2 separate regions of the Hordeum vulgare genome follow, and region 1 is linked to region 2. The links are chromatin contacts, called in public Hi-C maps. All regions are on one chromosome and are shown on one strand. Each heading gives the region's core, a stretch centred on a gene start, on an enhancer-like site or on the middle of the called end of the contact. The rest is flanking DNA. Distances are from core to core; before and after follow the strand shown. Region 1 holds the start of LOC123440139 (bidirectional sugar transporter SWEET2b-like). Region 2 holds the start of LOC123444212.

What was found. Hi-C and Micro-C count contacts between places; a contact is called where the count stands out from the background.
Region 1: a contact with region 2 is called in a Hi-C map of seedling, with 5 times the contacts expected there. The contact joins the promoter of LOC123440139 here to the promoter of LOC123444212 in region 2. A contact is called at or near these places in 4 of 6 Hi-C or Micro-C datasets (leaf, seedling and an unstated tissue) and 1 of 1 datasets of contacts at active chromatin or transcription factors (embryo).

What each region holds. Positions count from the first base shown.
Region 1 is chr3H:451,895,061-451,901,093 of MorexV3_pseudomolecules_assembly, forward strand. It overlaps LOC123440139 (bidirectional sugar transporter SWEET2b-like), which reads left to right and starts at 3,534. Exons shown (of 5, transcript XM_045116711.1): 1 at 3,534-3,896; 2 at 3,986-4,205; 3 at 4,319-4,477; 4 at 4,617-4,736; 5 at 4,842-5,146. The coding sequence starts at 3,802. The coding sequence ends at 4,949. It overlaps LOC123444214 (cytochrome c1-like), which reads left to right. Exons shown (of 4, transcript XM_045120867.1): 3 at 11-118; 4 at 1,893-2,317. The coding sequence ends at 112.
Region 2 is chr3H:451,421,364-451,427,333 of MorexV3_pseudomolecules_assembly, forward strand. LOC123444212 reads right to left here and starts at 4,635. Exons shown (of 6, transcript XM_045120850.1): 1 at 4,371-4,635; 2 at 4,136-4,198; 3 at 3,989-4,051; 4 at 3,792-3,920; 5 at 3,500-3,580; 6 at 1,397-1,671. The coding sequence starts at 4,543. The coding sequence ends at 3,532. LOC123444213 reads left to right here. Exons shown (of 5, transcript XM_045120864.1): 1 at 1-129; 2 at 768-848; 3 at 1,035-1,109; 4 at 1,641-1,697; 5 at 3,354-3,719. The coding sequence starts at 93. The coding sequence ends at 3,388.

The sequences.
Region 1 (6,033 bases), core at 2,284-4,783, 470 kb after region 2:
TTTGCTGCAGGTTGTACGGGGACCGGCAGTGGCGGTTGCTGCTGCGGGGCATCGGGCAAAATGGTGGAATTGCTGTGGGATTTTGGATGTCTTTGCTGGTTCAGAGAGATAGATGCAGGTGAGTTGGTTTTGTGCGTGGTTATGACTGTGTTTGATAATTCCTCGTTCATTGAGAGTGCCATTCAGTCAATTGTTTGTATGAATTCTGTGCAAATTGTGTGATTGTGAGTGAACAAAACCTTGTGTGCTGCACCTTTGAACATGAGATGCAGATTTGTATTCCCTATGCATAACTTAACATCTGGAATCTGTACTAAAACAATTGGATGCAACTGGGGAACTTGAATCATTTGTTCGGTAAATGGCAGGAGCACAGCCCATTCAGTAAATACTAACTTCAATTCCGCATCTCATGTTCAAAGGGACATATTAAAGTCTTTGTCTTTCTATCGTGTTCTGCTCACAATCCACGACCCTTCTTTATAAATTGGTATGCTCCTGGTATTGGCACTTATCATATTCAATACAAACATGTCTTGAATTGTTTTTGTAGGATCAAATGTAGCAGCACTTGTGATTTTACCTTTCCGTCTTAAAGTATTCGCAACTGCTGACACCATATTTCTACAGCTGGAAACATATTTTACTGAGTTAAGAGAAAATGATGCCAGAAGAAAACTTTGAACAAGTTCTCTAAGATAATTTTTACATGTGGCTTTTAATCTTTCAATTTTTTTATGACTGCTAGGTTTATTAGTAGAGTAGCTCTCGTACCATGTAAATATTTCTTCAATCTTAATGCTCCCCTTATTTTCACCAAGAGTTATCTGTACAATAGAAGCACCATTCTGGGCATATAAATCTTTCCAATATGTATGGAGGCATCTTATCATGCTAGAATTCATAATCTCATACATGTAATGAGCTTTGTACAAAGATGAAAGAACTGATTTCTTATATCAAAAGCTTAGGATGGAGTTACCTGGAAGATGTCAATGAGCCATGCATGCGTTGTGTGATATGGTACCTGAATAAATTTGATTGTGCTGCATTTATGAGAGGCCGGAGTAGTACTGTTCCTTATATCCTAATAGTCATTTATTTGGCAGAGAATATGTTAGAAGTTTGGTAAGCCTAACATGTGCTATAGTTGTTTCAAGAGCTTATGCTATACGGTGTAGTATTTGGACACTGTTAGGTATGAAACATTTATGAGGACACACTATTCATTCAACTTCATTGCAAATTGCAGTATCCATCTACACAAAATTGCACCCTACATTTTTTATATTAATGGGGAACAGTCATGTTATTTATATTAAAAGTATTTCCCAAATTTCATGTGTTTTTATGTTTGTTTTCCTGCTAGCTCATATGAGGACTAGGAGACACCTTCTTTGTGCTATTTTGAAGAACCTGCTCCCTGCTACACGAGGAAAATTAGGAGACATCTTTTCTAGCGATATTTTCTGTGCTCTTACTCATTTTAAAAACAGATAACTCGGTAGCTGTTAAGTACTAACATATCACTCAGTTAACTAGGATAGTCGGCTGATTTCATTTGAGGAATGCATCTGCAATCTATCCACGATGCACTCTTTATTTTTACTACTCCATCCGTCCCAAAATTCTTGTCTTAGGTTTGTCTAGAAATGGATATATCAAAATACTAAAACGTGCACAAATCTAAGACAAGAATTTTGGGACGGAGGGAGTATTATTTTATCTGTACGAAAATGTGGATAATAAACTTATGAATCTGTCAAGACTTAGATAACATCACCTTCGTAAAAGATTATAGTGACCCTTTGATGTAGATAATGAATCTTGGCTGATGATGCACTGTCTCGTGCTTGTCCTTTCATTCATACTAATTTATATCTCCTTACCAGTTTCATGAAAGGCCCTTGTTATGCTCAGGTACATGAATTGGAAGGAACTTGGGAAGCAAGAAGGCAGAAGATGCAAAGTTGTGCAAAGCTGATGGGTACTTGTAACTAGGCTCGTTGAGTGCTCACGCAGAAGATGGAGTTGGAAGGATTTCGAATTGACATCGAGCTGATGCTTCTCTCCACCCGTGTTTACCGTATCTTGCTGTGCAAAGTTACATTGTATTGGTTGTGGTTAAAATCCTGGGTGTAGTATTCTGAATATTACCCCCCCTTGTCTAGTGGAGTATGTTCTAGGTTCTGCTGTCCTTGTAGCATATGAGTTAAAAAGTGGGTCAACAGTGAAAATTTTGGTCTTTACTTTCTATACTTATTTGTCGGGAGGTATCATCTGTTACGTCCCTTTTAATGGCTCTGTTACAATTTGAGATGTTCTTTATCGTCGTCTTAAATACTCCCTCTGGTCCTTTTTTTCTGCATATAAGTTTTGTCCAAAGTCAAAGTATCTCTACTTTGACCAAACTTATAAAAAAAATTATGAACATTCATCATGCCAAATTAATATTGTTAGATTCTTTACGAAATGTAGTTTCATAATGTATATATTTGGTATTGTAGATATTGATATTTTTTAATATAAATTTGGTCAAAGTTTGACTTGACCGAAATCTAATATGCGGAGTAAAAAGGACCGGAGGGAGTACTAGCTCCACAGCATATTAGAATGTTCAATACAGGAATGAAAATGAAGATCCTGTTGTGTGTGGGGTAAGCTCTTTTATATGTGTTGAGGGCACATGCTGGAACCTCATTAGTTACTCTTGAATTTGCTGTCTCGCAGCGTGCATGTATCTGCCTTGTAGACTTACCTTGCTTGCCTTCTCCTTGTGTTCCAATAGTTGAACCACATTGCTTGCTTTTCGTGGTCTTTACTCGCAATTTTAAGGAAAAGACTGACCACCGTGTTGATTTTGTTGATTTGAGCTGGCCTCTTTATCCTTGCAAATCCCAGGTCAACTTTCTATTACATCTTTGAATTGAAAATCAGTTGGAAGACTAAAAAGGAAGAAAAACATGAAGTGTGTAAATGTTTACTCCGATCATGTCCGAAAGATGGTGTAGCCGCTCATATTTGGTGGGACCAAGTCATGGCAAGTTTTGAGCACAGAATTGCATTTCTCCGTGCTGAATTTAGCCAGTCCATTTCTAAGCAGTGAAATGGTGTTGCGTGTCAGCCTCACACGCGCCTTTTGTCATCCGCTTCTCGGAGGTGCAGGTGCTGGTGGCCGTCCAATCATCTGGTTGCCACGGCCGGAGACCATCGCGTCAAACAAATAGAACGAGCAAGCGGTGGCCATCCAACCTTTTGGGCCACATGTTTAAGCAGTGACTCGGCCGATTTTTGTTCATGAGGAGGATCCGCTATCCAGCCCAGAATGAACCACCTGGGACGCCAGGAAAGATGCTTCAGATCCTAGCTGGCAGTGCACATACTGCATACTAGCAGGCAGTAAATTTATTTTTCGTAAAGCTGGTAATGATGAATGATCTTGTCAGTAATGAGCTACCTGACAATAAACATATTGATGGCACCGCGGACCACGTCCATGCGATCCACGACAACGAAATGAAGGCCCCGGTATCAGCAGAGGCGAGACGAGTTCTTGGTTAACTGGCGAGCGAGTGGAGGCCATCGCTCGCAGTCTCCCGTTCCACGGAGAAGAGGCGCTAGGTTGCCGACGATTCAACCATACAATCAAACTTGTGGCTCTGGGGTTGCGCGTCGCCGACTGGCTCGTGCCGTGCCGCCCGCTACAAAAGCCACGGGGTTCCGGTGTAAAGAGCAAGGAGGGCAGACGTGGAAAGAGCGAGCCAAGATACAGTACAAGGAGGCTTCTTCAACCTTTCATCCATGGTCATGGACTCCCTCTCCCTCTACGAGATCTCCTGCTTCGCCGCTGGCTTTGCCGGCAACCTCTTCGCCTTCGCTCTCTTCCTGTCCCCAGTGTAAGCATACATAGTTACATATACGCGTGCTGTGTTGTGTTCTCTTGATCGTCGTGGAGAGAGGTTTCTGACGACGGACTGTGTTTCAGGCCGACCTTCAAGAGGATCCTCAAGGCCAAGTCCACGGAGCAGTTCGACGGGCTCCCTTACCTGCTCTCCCTGCTCAACTGCTTCATCTGCCTCTGGTATGGCCTCCCCTGGGTCTCCGACGGCCGGCTGCTCGTCGCCACCGTCAACGGCACCGGAGCCGCGTTCCAGCTCGCCTACATTTGTCTCTTCTTCATCTACGCCGACAGCAGAAAGACCAGGGTAATTTCCTCCCCGTCCTGGCTGAACCCGTTCCACTTTCATCTGAGAAGCAGTCAAACGTTAGTACTTCTTCCTGTTCCTGTACTGAAATCTTTTATCCATTTCCTCCACAGCTGAGGATGGTAGGGCTCCTGGTTCTCCTAGTCTGCGCGTTCGCCCTCGTCGCGCACGCGAGCCTCACCTTCTTCGACCAGCCGACCCGGCAGCAGTTCGTCGGCGCCGTCAGCATGGCGTCGCTCATCTCCATGTTTGCTTCCCCGCTAGCCGTCATGGTACGCCTCCCAATCATCAAGCTGGGCTCCTGATAAAAAATTCTCCTACCTAGATCATCCCCTTTTTACGTACGCAATCGGCGCGCAACAGAGTGGTATGGAACTGTTCTGACGCGTGTCTCCATGGTTGGTTCTTCAGGGCGTGGTGATCCGGACGGAGTGCGTGGAGTTCATGCCCTTCTACCTCTCGCTCTCCACGCTGCTGATGAGCGCCTCCTTCGCGATATACGGAGTGCTGCTGCGCGATCTCTTCATCTATGTAAGCACCCGATCTGATTTCAAATTGCATTTGCTTGAATCGCTGTAGTTTATCTGTCGGAATGCGTGTGCTGACAATTGGACTTCTCGCCGTCTGAATTTTCAGCTGCCCAACGGGCTTGGAGTCGTCCTGGGAGCAACGCAGTTGGCGCTCTACGCTTACTACAGCAGGAAATGGAGGTGCAAGGATTCCTCTGCGCCGTTGCTTGCCTGATCAGAGCTCAAGTGATCGATTCTCAGTTTTAGCTTGGCTAGGAAGTGTGGGTGTAGGGTTCTGTAGGAGAGAACTGCATGCCCTGTTTTCCCTTGTTGGTGCTGAATCTGCCTGTACAGATTTGCTGGCCTATGCCTCTGTTTATACAAACGTGTCATTCTTTTCCCAAAGAATGCAAAGGGGAAATGTTTTTCTGATTCCGCCTTTGTTATGACTTATGAAATGTTTCTCCACACAAATATTTCAATTCAGGGCATTTTTACTTCACAAGTATCGAAAAAGTTCGTCTCGAATGTTTGTATATTTTATACCACCGCATCATATTTTATGTCATGTATTTCATCTGTAAACTAATATAAGAGTATTTAGATTACTAAAGTAATGTTCCGAATGCTCTTATACTCCCTCCGTTTCTAAAAAAATAGAGTTTTCACTAGAAAACTACATACGGATGTATATAGACATACATTAAGTGTAGATTCATTCATCTTGCTCCCTATATAGTTCTATAGTGGAATCTCTAAAATGACATATACTCCCTCCGTCTCAAAATTATTATCTTGGTTTTGTTTAGATGTGGATGCATCTGGTCACGTTTTAGTATCTAGATGCAGCCATATCTAAAAAAAATCTAAAACAAGAATTTTGAAACGGAGAGAGTATTTACAAACGGACAAGTATTAGTTTACGGAGGGAGTATAAGAGTGTAGTGATCTAAACGTTTTTTACATTAGTTTACGGAGTGAGTATATTTTATTTCTATTTCTAATTGGAGAGTCCGTACATTATTTGAAAATCAAGCCATTAATAGAATTAATTAGGATCCCTCGACCATATTCTTATAAACCGGTGTCTCCCCAGAAATGATGTCGTATAAGATTTGTTTCTGAACTTCTTTATGGTAATGGATCCTGGAACATAGAACTGCTAAGAACATCTTCAACAACCGCGTTACCCGCGACGCGGTAAAATGCAGTTTACAGCATGCGGTTTGTCTGTTTTAGCGCGGCGGCCAGCGCTGGCTCCAACAGGCGTGCTAAAATGCAGCGCCTGCACATAGCTCCAGTAGGCGTGCTAAAATGCA
Region 2 (5,970 bases), core at 3,385-5,884:
TGCCTACGTCACCATCACTGCTCTGGGTTTGGTCGTGACAGGCCGTCTGCTGCTGCAATTGATTTCTTGCTTGTGAAGGTGTCTACATCTTGATGCATTTTCAACTTGATCATGACCCATCAACTATCGGTAATTGTTCAATTTCCTTGTTGTACATGTATGCATGTTTATCGGCATCTTGTTGGATTCCTTGGCTCATAGGAAAAGTATAGGAAAACGATTGGAGTATGAGACGTTTCTTTTGGTTATCTCCTTGGAAATATGGAAACTCAAATCCACTTTATACATATGTTTAAGATAACCGTGGTTAGGAGAGCGAGGTGCTTCCTTTATTAGCATAAATAACGTTCTAGCTGTACTTTTAAGTTTTGCTTTCATCTGATTTGCCTTTTATTAATATATATTCTTGTTGTTCTGTTAAGATTTTGATTTCATTAACTCCAGTGAACAAAACACATAAGATCCAAGAGTTAACGTTTCTTTGTTTGGATACATGCATTTTTTTTTGAGAATCCTACAAATCAAAATGGCCCATTTGCTTGTGAGGTTTATGTATCTGGCAAGGCCATTCTGTGCTCATCTTTTGGGGATGCGCGATGGAGTTGTTCCGCTCTCGTGGGGTAACAGTCGAAGGTCCACTATGCACTCATTATTTCTCTGGATAGAAAACATCCAATCTTGATTTCTTGTACTACGCACAAACAACAGTTTTTTCTCTTTTTTTTTGGTGCATATGTTCATCATGATCTTCGATTTTTGTTGTTCAGGAGTGTCGACAACCCACGACCTCGGCAAAATGGATTTGCTAGTGACAAGATGCCGTATGCTGCTGTCTATTTCCTGTGAAGGTGTTCATCCTGATCGCCTTGTCAATTTCCTGTATGTATTGCTTTTACTACCCCCTCCAGGCACACACAACTACGTGCACACACATTCTCTCTACATCCATAAAGATTTCTCGTACGGATGCAACAGCGCGACATCAGGGCCTTGGAAGTTGGATCATGATATGATATCTCCCTTTCCTTGTCCAGACATATGTAGGCGACCTGCAAGTCAGCGAGGACATATGATGTATTGTGTCTCGTTTCTTATGACCCATGGACTAGGTAATCGTTTTATGTTATTTCTCCTGCCAATTCCCTTTTCCACCAATCTGTTATTCTTCTTACGAAAAAGACAATTATTTCTACAAACAAGGGTAAGGACAAATAAATTAACCCAGACGTCGGCTTGTTGAAATAGACCAAAAATCCTTAGCCAAAGAAATGGTGTAGATACACCTTTGTTAGGAGAGTGCGGCTTTACCCGAGGTAGTGCTTACCCTTGTTTGTAGAGTTAACTTTTTGAGCCACATCCTATCATCAAGTTAGTAGCGAGATCATACACATCCCGATAGTAATGAAATAATTTTATGCTAAATCTTTCACCAACATTTTGCAATTAATAATTTGGAACATTTCGCCCCAAACGGATGATGACTTATTAACACTCGGTCTATGTTCTCATATGTTAGGCCTATGAAAACCGCACCGTCCAATGTGTAGCGAACATGCTCAAAATTTGTTTAACATGCAATTTATGAATAGTTTTGAATGAAGACTTTATTGAACTCATTCAGCATCTTGGATTTCCTCCAGATGCGATCTTCTGCATGTTACGCTCTGCTTCCTGCAAGCACCCGAAAGAAGGACAAAGTAAGTAATTGCTACTTCATTTATGTTCTCTTCTCACATTGTGAGCTAGATGTGCAGCACGAGGTAAAATAAGATGAAATGATCCAACAGGTTACACTAATTCAATCATTGTTGAACCCAGCTTAACAAAATGCATTCTCAGAAGTTGTTTTGTGCCAGGTACTCCCTGGATAATGTCAGCTAATAAACTTGTCTATCTCTGTTTGGGGGTACAAAACTAATTTCTGCTGTTCATTTTGAAATGTTAAGCACTACTATTATTCATTTCTAGCTGTACCTCAGTTGATAGAGAGCTCAAAAAAGCATAAGTATGCCGTTGATTGCATCAGTTTAGCAAAGAAGCATCTGTCCTTAACAAGTTTGTACTACGAATATGAAGCATGCTTCACCTCAAATTGGTAGTCAGCTTCACAACATTATTAAATATGTTAGCATGGTTGGGCAGTTTCACAAAGTGAAGGTGTAAATAAATAAAGATGCTTGGGGTTTCTTCCTATTTGGGGTACTAAAGTAATTTCTGTTCTTCATTTTGAGAGAGCCAAGGACATTCAGTTCATAGAGCTCAAAATCAAGCATGAGTGAGGCATTTTTTTTTTCAGTTGCACCAGTTAATGAAAGAGGCATGTCCTTAAGAAACAAAGTTCGAGCTAAGAACATGAAGCTTGTTTCACAACATTATTAAAAACATGTTAGGCATGGTTAAGCAGTGAACATGAAGCATGTTTCACAACATTATTAAAAACAAGCGAGGGTAGAAAACTAATTTCTGCTCTTCACTTTGAAAGCCTTGGACCACTATTATTCCTCGCTAGTTGCATTTCACTTCATTGAGAGCTCAAAAAAACATGAATATGCTGTCAATAGCACCAGTTTAACAAAAGAACATCTGCCCTTAGAAACAAGTTCATGCTATGAATATGAAGCATGCTCCGCATCAAACAATTTCACAACATTATCAAATACTCCTCAGTCCGGAATTACTTGCCGCTCAAACGGATGTATCTAGCTCAATAGTACATCCGTTGAGCAACAAGTAATTCCAGACAGAGGGAGTACTATGTTAGCATGGTGCAGATAAATAAACATAGAAACAAGTTCGAGCTATGAACATGAAGCATGTTTCACAACATTATTAAAGCAAGTTAGCATGGTTAAGCGCTTGACAACATTATCTCTGTCTAAGGGTACAAAACTAATTTCTGCTGTTCATTTTAAAAGCCTTGCATCACTATTAATCCTCGCTATTTGCATTTCAGTTCAAAGAGAGCTCAAAAAGCATGAGTATGATGTCAATAGCAGTAGTTTAGCAGAATTACTCCTCAGTCTGGAAGAACTATGTTAGTATCGTGTAAATAAATAAACATAGAGCCCAAAAAGCATGAGTGTGCTGTCAATAGTAGCAGTTTGGCAAAGAGACATCAGTCAATACTCAATAGCTGCTTCACATCAAACAACTTCACAAAACTGATGGTAATGTTTTAATAGCATCAATTTATAAAAGATGCAGCACCTTCTGCAGGAGAGGGTGAAACTTGAACAGTATTTGTATGCCCTATTTGTGCAAATGAGCTAGTGAGATTGAAGCGGATGTATTTTTCTTATACAAGCCTGTAAAGCGAACTTGATAAACCGTTGATTGTATAAACTTATTGACAGGGTTGTTACCACAGTCGAGCAGGTGTTCTATTTAGAGGGTAGGTCCAGATTTGCTGCTGAACCATGAGAATGAATGCGAGCAGGCCTGCTATTAGACAAATTTAAATTACCATATCATGAGATGAGAAGAGGTACAAGTGTTTTACCTTTGGTGTGCTCACAAATGGTTCAGTAAACACTATTTGCGCAACATACGGTAGTACTTGCTCATGACCTTATGCTCCTTTCTGCAGAGGTGCCACACAATTTTTAGATGTTGACAACAGAGATGAAAGTAGAGATGTACAGTAGGTACTAATTTAGGTTCATATACAACAGATTATTCCAACTTAACCTGCACAGAATGACAGTCATGATTTTGTCCTAGAAGAGTACCTATGAATCTCCATATGAGCATCTCTGTTTTTGGCAAGCAGAGACTCGGAGCAAACTTCACACCTGATTCTGATTTCCGACAGTGCCAGGTCTTTCAACCGGGCCTCCTTGATTTTGGCCTGCAGCAGCTCCTCCTTGAGCTCAGCCTTTTCGACCTTGAGTCGCCTCTTCTCCACCTTGTGTGCATTATCACTGAAATGACGGTCAGCTTGGGAGGTGAAAAACAAAAAAGGAAGTCATTCAAGCTAGGACGCACGCACATGGTCTCCAGCTTATGCATGAGATCTGCTTTGTCATCCCTTAGCCTCTTCTCCAGTTGTTCCCTGCACGTAGTCAATCTGGTCCGTCACGAGAGAACCTCCATGCCAAACAGAGAAGGGAGGGAGGGTGTCAAAGACGGGACATACATCAGCTCGAGCTTGCGCTCCATTGCTTCCTTGTCCTTAGCGTACAGCATCTCGTCTTCGTCACTGCAACCACCCACGCAATCTCTCAGTCTCGTCTGCTCTGACTCGAGGTAACGAACCCAACACCACAGAGGAGGGAGGAAGGAGGAGTCGCAGGGAACCCAATACCACAGAGGATGGAGGAAGGAGGAGTCGCAGGGAGAGAGGGGTTTGGTCGGGTCGAAATACTACTCACAGATGATCCTCGAGGTGCTTTACCATCTCCCCGATCTTAACTTTGAGATTGCACTTGCTGCAATTTCTCTCTGCCAGGGCGGAGATGGCGTCCACGGCGCCCCTCACGAGCTCAACAGTTCCCGTGGCCAGCACCATGCCGGTGACGACCGTGGTCAAGACCGGTGGCGACATTATTTCGATTTCGGCGGCGACGGCGGCGGCTGAAGGATTTCTTCTGTGGGGTAGAGACAGATCTCGGGGAGGGAGCGAGGGTTTGAGAGAGACGAGAGACCGGGTGGGTGGGTGGGCTTTTGTGGGTGCTCGTCTAATTGGGGTCTAATTGGGTCGGCCCATTTACGGACATGGATTTTTCTCTCCCTTTAGATTAGAAAATATCTATTTTGTTTAATAAATTTTCGCAAACATGTTGTAGGACAAGGGGCGTTCTACCCCTCTGTCCGTGGATCTTGTAAAAAAATGTTTAGAGTAGGAAACGAGAGATAAGATAAAATATGTAAAGTGAATAGTTGTTCTCATTGATGATGGATTACACATACATATAGTTACGCTATTAAACACCCAGGGTGAGGAATAAGTTATTCCTCGTCCTGGTCAGGACGTAATTTTTTCACATGCATGAGATAATTTTATGATCGTTATTTTCTTCACGAAAGAGAGGATTTCCTTTTTTTTAGGTCGTAATCTTACCTTTTCTTTTTATCACGTTGTAATCTTACCTTACTTAGTTTTCTTCCTTATCTTTTGATCGTGGGAGACGGGGTGGGGTGAGGAATAACTATTCTTATATATCGCGCTATTCGTCACCCTGGATGAGGAATAGTTATCCCACATGTCGCATATACTATCATGTTGTAGTATATATATTATTTTATCATTTTTATTATGTTTATATATTATATATTAGATTTTTTAAAGTGAGTTCCATAAAAAAAATTACAAGTTACCCCATAATTTTTATTATATTTGTGAAATACATATATTTTTGTACGTAAAAAAGAACATACACAAAATATGATACATACTAGCAAAAAATAGTATATATACTACCAAAACATTATTATATACTACATACTACGCGTACATACTCTTTGATTTGATAGATATTACATACAACAAACAAAAAGCAAGTGGTGGTAACTACCACCGGTGGTAGATAAATATATATAGCCCCGAAGGGGTGCGGCCGAAGGGACACGAGGCAACCTCCTCGGTTAGGAAAACTAGGGATTAATAAGATTAATGAAATCCTAACACTCCTCCTAATCCATGCTTGTTAGTGTAATTCCTCCAAAAACCTGTGGGAAAAATAAGGATATATGTGTTTGACATGTTGCTACAACTCCTTCATTTAGATGAATACATGTGTTGTCATTGCAGACACACAATTATAAATAATCATAATTGTACGTGTAATCCTTGTGCATAAGAAACTCACTACGTCGGTTCTATCATATGCACCGACAACAATAAGTCGTATGGTGACTTACCGATCTTTACACAATGTATGTTGCATTTTGCATTTCAATTTAGAAAGCTCCCTTAATGCCTTATGGTACTTGAAAGCTCCCTTAATGCCTGGAAATATTCCTCATGAATCA